Regions from separate parts of the Pan troglodytes genome. Here all the other regions are linked to region 2. The links are chromatin contacts, called in public Hi-C maps. All regions are on one chromosome and are shown on one strand. Each heading gives the region's core, a stretch centred on a gene start, on an enhancer-like site or on the middle of the called end of the contact. The rest is flanking DNA. Distances are from core to core; before and after follow the strand shown.

The links. A called contact is a pair of places that touch in the nucleus more often than the background predicts.
Region 1: a Hi-C map of stem cell-derived neural progenitor cells shows a contact between it and region 2, with 5 times the contacts expected there. The contact joins two enhancer-like sites. A contact is called at or near these places in 3 of 7 Hi-C or Micro-C datasets (induced pluripotent stem cells, a lymphoblastoid cell line and stem cell-derived neural progenitor cells), 1 of 1 datasets of contacts at active chromatin or transcription factors (stem cell-derived excitatory neurons) and 1 of 1 other capture datasets (stem cell-derived neural stem cells).
Region 3: a Hi-C map of stem cell-derived neural progenitor cells shows a contact between it and region 2, with 4 times the contacts expected there. The contact joins the promoter of SUPT3H here to the enhancer-like site in region 2. A contact is called at or near these places in 1 of 7 Hi-C or Micro-C datasets (stem cell-derived neural progenitor cells) and 1 of 1 datasets of contacts at active chromatin or transcription factors (stem cell-derived excitatory neurons).

The regions. Positions count from the first base shown.
Region 1 is chr5:51,305,685-51,309,580 of NHGRI_mPanTro3-v2.0_pri, reverse strand. RUNX2 (RUNX family transcription factor 2) reads right to left here. Exons shown (of 9, transcript XM_001142127.6): 3 at 1,461-1,834. Among named protein-coding and RNA genes, the nearest start is that of SUPT3H, 43 kb to the right of the region's middle. Within about 2 kb of position 2,305, at least 14 of the 24 cell types and tissues checked have an H3K27ac peak or open chromatin away from gene starts, as enhancers often do. A contact at or near this core is called in stem cell-derived neural progenitor cells, where this site is marked.
Region 2 is chr5:50,551,316-50,555,694 of NHGRI_mPanTro3-v2.0_pri, reverse strand. No RefSeq gene overlaps it. Among named protein-coding and RNA genes, the nearest start is that of CDC5L, 270 kb to the right of the region's middle. Within about 2 kb of position 1,489, at least 2 of the 24 cell types and tissues checked have an H3K27ac peak or open chromatin away from gene starts, as enhancers often do. A contact at or near this core is called in stem cell-derived neural progenitor cells, where this site is marked.
Region 3 is chr5:51,263,230-51,267,105 of NHGRI_mPanTro3-v2.0_pri, reverse strand. SUPT3H (SPT3 homolog, SAGA and STAGA complex component) reads left to right here and starts at 2,020. Exons shown (of 12, transcript XR_680802.5): 1 at 2,020-3,876. All of the region lies in intron 2 of RUNX2 (RUNX family transcription factor 2), which reads right to left.

The sequences.
Region 1 (3,896 bases), core at 1,056-3,555, 750 kb before region 2:
GTCTGGCTTAACACCCCTGCATCCCTGGCGTCTTGCGAGTGTGGACAGTCCTGCGAGTGTGGACAGCCCGAGAACCCGTTTCCCCATCAACCCAGTGTGCGCTGGGCCCTGGGGGCTCCGCGTCTCCCCCCTGTAGAGGGCTACCCCGGGAAATCTGGATCGGGTTATGGAGAGCCATCGGGCTACTGTGAGAGGCTCCAGATCCTAAACCCTCAACCTGTGGAGCACCTGCCTGCGACTCCCGCGGCTGCCACCCGCCCTCAAACTAACGGGCCGGGCAGGCACAAGAGTCCGCGGGGCGCGCAGAGGCCGCTCTCAAGCCTTCGAGCTCACTCCGTGCTCAGGCCACCAGCAGGAGCCTCTCACCACCTTTCAGAAGCAGGAGGGATCTTTTTTAGATTTAAGTCCTTTAAAAATAATAATAAAGCAAAAATACAAAATTTCACCTCCATTTTCAAGTTGGGCGAACTAAAGTTGTTCCACAGGTTTCCCTCATCCCTCCCTGGCGGGGCGAGGCGCAGAGCTCGGTCCCGGCTGGAAGAAGCGGCCCGAGCTCCCGCCCCCTCCCCTGGCCCGCGCCTCCCAGCACTCGAGGGTTCAGCGCCCAGGCCCCCTGAACGCCCCCGCTTCGGGGCTCGCGGACGCCCCAGCGGCCCCGCCTTCCTCCCGGTAACGGGATCTGGCGCGGGTCAGCGAACAGAGCAAACGCCCCCGTCCTGACACCCCCTCCTCTGGAGACCCTAGGTTTGTCCAGGACCCTCCCGGGCACTGGTAGCGCAGCCCGCGCGCCTCAGTCAGCACCCCACGCCCAGCCCCGGGCACTAATGCCCGGCACCGGCACCCCACGAATCCCGGCACGGGAGCCCGGGAGGGACCAGGACCGCTGAACTCTGCGGGTCGGGGAAGGGGACGCCGAGACCTGAGGAGGGGCGTTTGGCTGTGAGGGAAGCGGGTGAGAGCGCGCGGAGCCCCAAAGAGAGGCTGCGCGGGCAGCCCGCAATGCGGCCAGGCCGGGATGTCCCGGAAGGACGCGGGAGCCCCAGGGGACAATGTCGGGGATCCTCGCCCCCGGGAAAGGGGCGGGGTGGAGCAAGTCCGCTCGCAGTGCAAGAGTGGGTACTTTGGGGATCCTGGGGGAAAGGGAGACGGCGCGAAGGAGTGAGTGAGAATCAAGGCCGGGCAGGAGGCATGAAGAGTGCTGAACGGGTCAGGGGGACTAGGGCTGAAGTCGGGGTGGCAGCGGGCACAGGTGGGAGAGGGAGGGATTTGCGCGGAGGGACTGAGCCCCGAGCCCGCCAGGGCATCCGGAGGGAGAGGCCCGGCCGGGGGTTTCTGGGGTTAGAGCCGCCAAGGCAGGAGGTCTTGGAGGACGTCCGGGGCCCAGCCCCGTGGGCAGGAAGACACCGGCGGGCAGGTTCCGCGGCTCCCGGCCGGGGGCGGGGGGCGGTGTAGCCTCTTACCTTGAAGGCCACGGGCAGGGTCTTGTTGCAGCGCCAGTGCGAGGGCAGCACCGAGCACAGGAAGTTGGGGCTGTCGGTGCGGACGAGTTCGGCCGGGTGGTCGGCGATGATCTCCACCATGGTGCGGTTGTCGTGGGGCGGCCGCAACCGGGGCACTGCAGCTGCCGCCGCCGCAGCCGCCGCCGCCGCCGCAGCCGCCGCCGCCGCCTCCTGCTGCTGCTGCTGCTGTTGCTGCTGCTGCTGCTGCTGCTGCTGCTGCTGCTGCTGCTGCTGTTGCTGCTGCTGTTGCGCAGCCACCACCGGGCTCACGTCGCTCATTTTGCCGGGCTGCAGGCTGCTGGAGGGGGGGCTGAAGCGCCGGCTGGTGCTCGGATCTACGGGAATACGCATCACAACAGCCACAAGTTAGCGAAGTGGCCGGGGGAGGGGGAGGAGGGTGGAAATGAGGGGCAAGGAGGAAATTGGGGGGGTGAAGGCGAGACGGGGGGAAAGAGGATGGAGGTGATGGGGCTGAGGAGGTGAGAAATCAAGTTTGATGAGGCCGACTGCCGGGCGGAGTCTGATGGGCCAACAGAGTCTGGCGATGCGGCGCAGTCGGGCTGGCGGGTAGGGAGACCCGGGAGGCGCAGATCTTTGCCGGAGCCTTTGGAACACCCGGGGTGGCAGCTGCGAACGGGCGCGGGGGTGTGTTTGGCCTGGGGAGGCGGGGGACTTGAGTTTGCAGCTTGGAATGGGGTCCCTTGGGGCACCGCGTCCTGGGTGCGCTGGCGCCCCCTCCCAGTTCGAGTCCGGTGGTGAAGCGGTGTGGGTTCAGCAGTCCAGCCCCGGGGCCGGCATTGCCGCGCGCTGCCCGCCACCGCCGCGCCGCGCCGCGCCGCGCGCTGCTACCCAGCTGCAGGCGGCCGCGCCTCCGCCCTCCCGCGCCGCCGCCTCCGCGGCGGCCGCCGCTCCCCCCGCGCCGGCTGCACGCTCAGATTCCTCCCGCGGCGGCTGCCAGCCCGGCTCCCCGGCTAGGCTCCTTCCTTTCCCTTCTTTTCTTCTCGCCCTCTCACAGCCACCTCTTTGCATCCACTCCCTCCTGCAATTTGCAAAGCTCCCCTGTCTCTCGCGCTTCAAGGTGCCAAGAGGTAAGTCGTGGGCAGCGGATCTCGGGGCAACGAATCTCGAGCCTGCGAATCGCAGCCGCTGCCGCCGCCAGCCGGCCGCGAGAAGGAGCCCCCCGCGCGCCGTGTGCAGTTTCCGAAGCCTAGAGGCGGCCCCAGACTAGGGGCAATCTCGCCAGGTCGCGTCCTCTTGCTCTCCCCACCCCTAGGACAAGGAACCCCCTCTTTGTAGGAAGAGATTGAAGCCAAGACACCAGAGAGCCCCCGGCTGATCTGACTGTCGCTATTTTTCGTTGTAACTTCAGGAGAGGAGGAAGGAAAATTCTTGAGCGTCTGTGCTGACTTCTCAGCACTCTTCACCCTCCCACCTCCACCCCCACCTCTGTCTGAGCGACTCCCAAGGGAAAAAGATTTTGCAGGGTTTCGGTGTTTTTTGTTTTAAGTGACACAAAAAAAATGAGGGGGGGGGTGGAGGGAGATCTAGTCAAAATAGTTTTTAGGAACTCAAGTGCATAGCTGGACATTTCTTTTTTCTTATATATTCAATCTTGTCATTCCTAGAGAACAAGAATGAGGTGTTTGTTTGTTTGTTTGTTTGTTTTTGTTTTAAGGACTGAAAAACTGTCAGCTTTGTGATTAAAATAAGTTGCAAAACCCTTGCTGGGGAAAAGCACCAGCCGTTTTCCATGAATTTAAATATTTTATTAAGTCTATTCTACATCTAAGACTAAGTTTCGTGTCTGTCTTCCCCAGCGCTCACGGGGAAAAATTAAAAATACGAACTAAAAAATTCAAAATGCTTCCGTGGCTGTTTATTTATGTATTTATTTCCTAGTGTGGGTTTAAAAAGCGACTTTGGATCCCCCAAAAAGTTGTGGTCGAGAGGATGAAGGAGCGCGGAAAAAAAGCGGCACTTTTTACCTAAAATGTGGTTTTTGGAGGCTGGGATTTCTAATGATTAGGTTTTTGTGGTTTATATAGACACGACTCTGGCTAAGTCGATCATTACGCTGATGAGAGTCAGAGCACGTGGGTGTCTACGACCAGCCTCAAACTCTGAGCCTTCAAAACAAATAAAACAATGTGCTGCGCCCGCAGAAGCCGGGAAATCCGCTTGAGGCTATTACACCCCAAGAAGGGGGCACAGGGCCGTTTTACCCTCGGCGTTGTGTACTACTACGTTTCTTGCTTATTACCAAACTCTTTAAAGCCTTCCAAAGCTTGAAAACGTGTTTGCGAAAAAAATCATCAGTTGCCAAAGTTTCAAAGATTCCTAGTGGAGTAGCTGACACAGTAACAAGTGATTTTATAAAATAAATGAAGAATTAGAATG
Region 2 (4,379 bases), core at 240-2,739:
ATTTTTTTAAGGTACTGTTAAAAATAAATTTAATAAGGAAAAGAGAGAGCAAGAGACTGTGTTTAATTTGAACTATGAAGGAGAAGATATGAACCGAAGGTCTGAGATCCTGGTGCTTTGGCTGTATGTGTGTCTGTGTGTGTGTGTGTGTGTGTGTGTGTGTACGCACGGGAGACTACATGTTTCTCCTGTGTAACTTAAAGCCAGCTTTGTTTATTTAACTGAGATTTTCCAGATCGTTAGTTTGTGATGTGGCTTAGTTTATACTGTGCAATATCCCATTTTAAATACACTCAGGTACATAAGTGAAATGCAACGGAGCTACTTCAATTAGCAAGAGCATGGGCAGCAATTAAGTTTAAATGAACATTTTCATGAGTCTTTTCTTCCCCTTCCTTCTCTTAGCCATGTAATTAATGAGCCTCTGAATGAACCTACTCTCTGTCTATGGGCGTAGAAGATTTTGGCTCTGGAATCCAGGACATATAAATGGAGAGGAACGCAAAGGCCTCCAGGCTGCAAGCTGAGGGGGCAGGTGGCTGCCTTTCCATGTTGCTCTGCGTGGGTAGAAGGAGCCTCTCCCCTTCCAACAGCCTCACCTTAGGAATATAGGATAGGCCATGGGTGACCTTAGTATGTAAACCAAACCCCAGCACTTTTAGAGTTCTGTCCCACTTCTGGCTGAGAGAAGCTGTTTGGGAGATGCCACATTGAATATTGGGCTTTCCAGGCTATTTTCAATGACTTATAAGAAAAACTGGGATGTATGAAATTGGCAAGTCCTGGAAAGACTGAGATGGTCCCGGTAATTAGGAGGTGGGGCAGACAAAGGTAGGAGACTGATACATCAAATCGTCCCTTTTTCTGCTTGAGCTATGTTACCAGGGTTTTGGGCATGTCTGTGTCACCTGGAATCCAAGTGTGATTGTTTTCGTCCAGACATTCTACCAAGTGGAAACCAAGAGTGGAGGCTCAGTCCACAGTAAGAGAAGGCACAGGGCCCTGGACAGAAGGGCCTGGCTTCCAGGGGGATGGGGATCCCCAACGCGGGAGACTCCTTTCCCCTGTGACCAGAAGCTGGGGTCTAAGGACTCCTCCTGCTCAACCACATCCACTGGTCGGGGTCCACCCAGGCCAAGCACAGAGCTGCGGAGGGGCCGAGGGGGCCTCTGCCGGGAAATGGAAAGCGGCTCTCTTGGAGGAACTGAAGGAACCCCCACTTCCGTCTTCTGTCCCTGGTGCCTGCATGGCAGGACCCTGGGACCATGAGCCCACAACTCCTCCCCGGGTCACTGTGGTAGACATCAGGATCACCCCACGGTGCTCAGTGTTTGGATAGGGCACCCTCACGTAGCATCTCCCCCACAGGCCACCCAACCATAGCTAGGACACCTCTCTTTGGCTGGCCATCACCTCCACCCACTCTATTTGACAGTCGGTGGACGCTGTGTCCCCTCAGAAATCAGACCGAGGGTTGCTCAGCGTTCGGCCAGACTCGGGCGCCACCTGGTGTCTGCGGGCGTCCCTGCGGGTAGACTCGAGCCCCAGGTGTTTGCTTCTGTCTTTGTTGTTCCTGCTTCTTTTAGACCCAGAAAGGCTCTGTCGCAAGAGGTGGGGTCTGTCTCAATTACAGCGGCTGAGCAGGCACGGGTTGCCTGGGGACATTCCTTGATATTCATGTCACAGGACATGCTGTGCTCTGCACGGGTTTTCACACCTCACCATGAGGTTCTCAGGCCCTCAGTCAGGATTTCAGGGGTTTGTTTTGTTTTTTTAGGTAGGTAGGTAGGTAGATAAGGTAGATAAGAGTTTTGGGGGAAATGGGTTGTTTAGGAGTGAGGCTGGGTTTCTGTCTTATCTCAGCCACTTACCAGCTGTGGGATCATGGGAAAATTACTTTAATCTCTCTGAATTTCAGTTTCTTTATCTGTAAAATAGGAATAACAACACCCACTTCAGAGGGTTATATGAGACTTAAAATAAGTCCTGCCAAGTTCTTGACAACTGAAGGTGTTCAATAAATGTTAGTTCCTTCTTTCCTTAGCAAAGACAGTCATAGATAATAATATAGGTAGTAATTAAAGTTAGTGACACAATGAGAGTAATACTAATTTTTTCTTCCTTCCTCTTCCTTTGTTTTTCTTCCTTTCTTCCTTCCTTCCATCCCTCCCTCCCTTCCTTCCTTCCCTTACTTTCTTTCTTTTTTCTTCTTCTTCTTTTTCTTTCTTTCTTTTTTTTTTTTTTTTTTTTTTTGAGGCAGGATCTTGCTGTGTCACCCAGGCTGGAGTGCAGTGGTGCAATCTCGGCTCACGACAACCTCTGCCTCCCAGGCTCCAGTGCCTCTCCTGCGTCATCCTCCCACAGGCGCATGCCACCAGGGGTTCACCACGTTGCCCAGGCTGGTCTCGAACTCCTGCGCTCAAGTAATCCTGTCCGCCTCAGCCTCTGAAAGTGCTAGGATTATAGGTGTGAGCCACCGCACCTGGCCAGAGTGATACCAATTTTCTTCGTGTGTGCAGTGACAGGCAGAGCAGCGGCAGGGAGGAGCTCTTCATTCATACTTTCCTCCAGGCCCCTCCAGCGTTTTTCATGGCTGAGAAGGGGAGTCTGGGCTCTGTGTGGGGAGCCTGACTATAACTTCATTGAAGAGGCTAGTGGCACATTTCCATTCCAAACTGTATACAAAACTGGCTAATAAATAATCACTGTTGATCAAGCTTTGGAAAGTCCTCATCATCATTTACTGAGCACCTACTATGGGGAAGCCACATTTAAGTATTTTACCAATAGGGCCCCATTAACTCTTGTAGCTGCCACTCAGGGTCAGTTTTATTATCCCTATTACCTAGATGAGGAAACTGGGGCTCAGGGTGTCTCAAGTCACATATCTAGGAAGCAGTGAGGTTCACACAGTTCCAAATCCAGTTTGCCCTCTTCCTGCTTCTTGCAACTGCCCCTCAGAGCTGAGGCATTCTCTTAGGGGTCTTCTTCTGAAAGAACAGCCTGTCCCCGAACCAACCAGAAACAGCTTTCTCCACCAGCCACAGCCCCGGCATAAATCAAGTCTAGGTTCCTGCCCATGGGTCATTGGTCGGGCTCCCAGCTGTCTTCCGGATAGTTCCTGGCGTGTGGCTATATTAAGAATGTGAACCGTAACATTAACACTTAAAAAAAAATTCAAAGAAAGAAAGAAAGAAAGGAAGAAATACCCCTAAAGAGACTCACATCAGGTCTAGCCAAGAGTCATAAATCAATGTCGGTAAATTTATAAACAGTTCATAAATGTAAGTGCTTTTCACAGGGCTGTTTGTTATTGTGTCGGGCTGAGCTGGGGGTGGGGCTGGGGGTGCAGAGAGGCACTGCATCCATTCTGTCTCCGGGTGAGGAGCAGCTCAGATGGCCCCGGCAGCAGAAGGAACAGGGATGGGACCAGTCCTGGTTGAATACTCACATCTAGGTGGCCACAGCATGACATAGGCTTGAGTGAACTGAGAGAACCAGCCTGGATGGCAGGTGAGCTGAGCCCTGAACCTGAACTGAGATTTTGAAGACATTTACAAAAGAAAACCCCATCATAACAACTGTGTGGTTTTTTGTTGTTGTTGTTTGTTTCCCAGATTCCCTTTTTTGCTTTTCTAAGTATTCTGCTCCTTGAAGCTCTGGAGGGTGCAGGGCTGAGATGAGTAGCCAAAGGGGAATCCTATAGAATAGAGAAAAGAATTTTACACACACAGTCCCCACCCCACCTGCACACTTAATGGCACCCCCACCTCATCTCCACTCAGCCAGTTCCAGGACCCAAAGTCCAGTGACACCAACACCCAGTGACACATACTCTAAAACTGAGGACAGTGACAAGACAGAGAGCCTGGGTTTTGTCAACAAGAAGGGAAAGTAGCTGGCCCCCGCTGCCATCCTGTCACTGGGTTGCAAAGTAGCAGTATTTGGACCCTGGAAGCTCAGAGGGCAGCTCGTGAAAAGAACTTCTCTCTATTTCTCCATTGAGACTAGGGAACACACACTATCCTCTGCATTATCTTTATGTTTCTCTCTTCTTTAGGTACCCCTTGACTCACACACGTACCACTTCTCCATTAGCCCCAAACCAAGGACGCTGTGCATAGAAACTCTTGCAAATGGATCCTTAGGGTAGAAGACAGGGTGTGGGGTTGCCCCAAGCTTCACCCCAGAAGCTCCAGCTTCTGGAGTTCCAGCTCTGGCCCAGTTCAGATGCCCTGTGGCATGTTCACCTCGACATGTCCCACCAGGTAGCTGGTTGGTAAGGGTGGAGTGAGAGTAGGTATCACCCACTAGCCTTGGCTGCCCCGTTCCAAGCCCCAGCCCCCTATGCTGTTGTTTGAGAGGATTTGGAGGCTAAG
Region 3 (3,876 bases), core at 771-3,270, 710 kb before region 2:
CTTTTCCTTATGAATGCAATTGGAAGGTAGGGGAAGCCAATTTGATTACACCTTAATAATTTTGTGACACCCCAACCCCCTGCAGTGCATCAGCATATTTGATACATCTTTTCATGTTGGTTTTTCTTTTGAAATGTGTAACATCAGGCAGGGCATGGCAGCTCACTCCTGTAATCCCAGCACTTTGGGAGGCTGAGGCAGGAGGATCTCTTGAGCCTAGGAGTTTGAGACCAGCCTGGGCAACCTAGGGAGATCCCCATCTATACACAAAATTTAAAAATTAGCTGAGTGTAGTGGCACATGCCTGTAGTCCCAGCTACTGAGGAGGCTGAGGTGGAAGGATTGCTTGAGCCCAGAAGGTTGATGCTACAGTAAGCTATGACTGCATGACTTCACTCCAGCCTGGGCAACAGAGAGGGAAACCCTGTCTCAAAAGAAAAAAAAAAGAAAAGCCCTGAATACTTTCGTATTTTTTGCAGCACAAATGCTGAAATTATTCTGCACAACTTTAGGATCCATCCTTTGGCTATTCCCATTTTGAAGGAACATAGAATTTTAGGGCTGTAAGGTTTTAATTCATTTGGTTCTATCATCTCATTCCACAGATACAAAAACTGGGGTCCAATGATGTTAAGTGACTTGCTCAGGTACCACCGGGCTGAGTAATCTTTTTGGTCAGAACAACTTGCTCTAAACATAAAACAAGATACTTTTGAGAATGCAATTGGAAAACAGTTCTCAACGTCAGAAAACAAATATAGCAACAATTGCAATATACGGTTCTAAACAATATGCAATCTACCCAGTTTATTTCCATGGTGACAACTTAAGCATTAAAAATAGAAGGCAAATATAGCAAAGGATGAAATAATTGATAAATAGAAAATAAAAAGTCCCCACAAACATCCTAGCAAGTAAGGGTTATGAATCTCAAACAACAAAGAATTTCCAAGTCACCTGAACTGTCACTGTAGCATACACATGAGAAGAAACCACTTCTGGCCGGGTGCGGTGGCTGACGCCTGTAATCCCAGCACTTTGGGAGGCCGAGGCAGGCAGATCACAAGGTCAGGAGTTTGAGACCAGCCTGACCAACATGGTGAAACCCCGTCTCTATTAAAAATACAAAAATTACCCGGGCGTGGTGGCACACGCCTGTAATCCTAGCTACTTAGGAGGCTGAGGCAGGAGAATCGCTTGAATTGGGGAGGAGGAGGTTGCAGTGAGCCGAGATCGGGCCACTGCACTCCAGCCTGGGTGACAGAGCGAGACTCTGTCTCAAAAAATAATAATAAAAAGAAACCACTTCCATGGAATCAGAGAGATGGTTCCATATTAGCCATGACTTCTGCTGCTCTTTTGAGAATGTGGGCTTACTACCTAATCATTTTAAGATGCCCATGGGCACTTTTACTTAGATACATGCACTTTCTCTTTGCACTAGTGAGTCTACGTGAATGTTACATGCCAGAGGAACGTTAAAGTCTACGCTAACAATGCTTCATTTTTCTTTAACAATTTTGTCCAGGTCATGGAGACATTTTTGTGGAGTGATAAATTAACTTGGTCTCCTGATGTGTTTTCCCCACATGCCTTGGAAAATCACTTGTTTTTCTGAGAGGTGGTAGTCATCAAAGCCTTAACTTCAGCAACAGCTTCGCTGTTTTAGCTTTGTTATAATTAAGATACCCTAGTACCACTGATAGTTTAGGATATTTGATATGAATGTAATGCAAAAATATTTTTGGCCCTTTGTATATAGCAATGGTCTCAAACTATGAGCAAAATTATGGCTAAATCAGATTTTCAAAAATGGATTTTAAGAAATTCCAGGAGGTAGGAACCTGGTTAACTCATGTGACTTTAAAACTCAGATCTCTGCCAACAGCCCAATTCAGTTTCCTAAGAATAAAATTTTAAACTTCCTGTATCAATGCCTTAACTCAGTGTCCCTTCTCCATGTGTCACTCTCATTAACTTTTGTTGTGCGTGATTTTTTTTTTTCTTTTTTTGACGGAGTCTAGTTCTGTTGCCAGGCTGGAGAGCAGTGGCGTGATCTCGGCTCCCTGCAACCTCCGCCTCCCAGGTTCAAGCGATTCTCCTGCCTCAGCCTCCCGAGTAGCTGGGACTACAGGCACGTGCCACCACGCCCGGATACTTTTTTGTATTTTTAGTAGAGACGGGGTTTCACCATGTTGGCCAGGATGGTTTCGATCTCCTGACCTTGTGATCCGCCCGTCTCGGCCTCCCAAAGTGCTGGGATTACAGGCGTGAGCCACCGCGCCTGGCCTGTGTGTGATTTTATGCAGGCTGGACACCAGTATCCTAGAATAAGATGATCTGGATTCTATCCTGATAAACTGGATCAAACAGGTACTCAACTGATGCAGGTGAAACTCCAGTGCAGGAACTTCTATGATAACATTAACTGAACACAATTTTAATTGAAATGATCTACTTTTATGTTTCTTTAGATGTGAACATTAATTTTTCTCTTAATCTTCTGTTAACTAATTTCTTGGTAATGTACTCAAAAGAGCTTTCAACCAGTCTTCCCATGTAAGAAGTTATCACCATACTCACTCTGTTACTTTCCCTTATACTGCACACTTTGCTCAGCAATGAATTGATCCCTGATTTACACATCAAGCTGAGCTCTCACATTCTAAATATATCTATTCTTTTGGAATTTTAGGTATTTGGCAAATATTGAAGCATTGGGGAGATTAAAGAGAATCAAACACAACACTAGCAGACTCAACTACAATCCACAGAGGAAATAACCAAATAAGTTGCTATTTTAAACAATTTAAGCAAATAGAAGGAAGGGATTTCAGAACTCACAGTATCTATAGGCAAGAAAATAACTGAAGCAGTGATGCTTAAAAAGACTTGGTGAGGGTTAATACTTGAATCCCTATAAAATACAGTATTTTATAGTATTTGACAACACAGGTGTGAAGGTGAGCATGGATAACCAGTTTTCTTCTCTAAGCAGCCAATAAGAATGTTAAAATATAAATAAGACTTCATATAATATAAAGAGTGAAAGACTGAAAGCATTGTCTTACGACTACTGTATTATTTAAAGAACTACATCTATATCAATCAAATATGGCAGGACAGGATGTACAGTGCAATACTGGGGGTGCAAGATTTTAAAATGAGGAACAGGCCAAAATCTAAACACAGAATCGTCCAAAAAAAAAAAAAAAAAGCCTTCAAGTAGACAAAGTTTTCAATAACAAAACATGGTAGTTAAACGCCTGCGTCTAGTAACATGAGTTGGGGAAAAAACATTAATAGCAGATTAATGAAACAGATTCTGTGCGAGGTCAGGGTAGGGAGTGATGGCGCGCGGAAGCGGCGGAAGAGCTGGTTTCGCCGTCCCAGAAAGGGTTCCACGTCCGCACGCCCGTACTGCGGCCCTGCGGGGAGCGCTCAGACCCCTCCGTTTCCCTTCACCATTGTAAACGCGCAATCCCATTAAGATCCCGTTCACTCCAATTCCTGGAAAGAAGCTTAGAACGGTGAATCTCTTCCTCGGAGTTGAAAATCAACTTCCAGTGCCGGTCACCCAATCCTTCAAAAATCCTAGCCCTCTCGGGCCCAATTCCTAAAGAATTCAAGCCTGTACCCTGTACACCCTCACCGATCTCAGCTCGTCCCCACTCCGCTCCCAGCGGCCCCAGCTCTAAACGCCGCCGCGCGGCTCAGCGCTGCCCACGCCCGGCCCTGAAGACCGCGCACAACGCCCCGCCCCCGGCGAGCGTGGCGGAAGTAGCTCGCTCGGGCTGGGAGACCGCGCGCCACCTGGCCGAGCGCGCATGCGCCCGCACTGCCAGTGCTGGGGGCGTCCGTATCGCTTACTCCTCA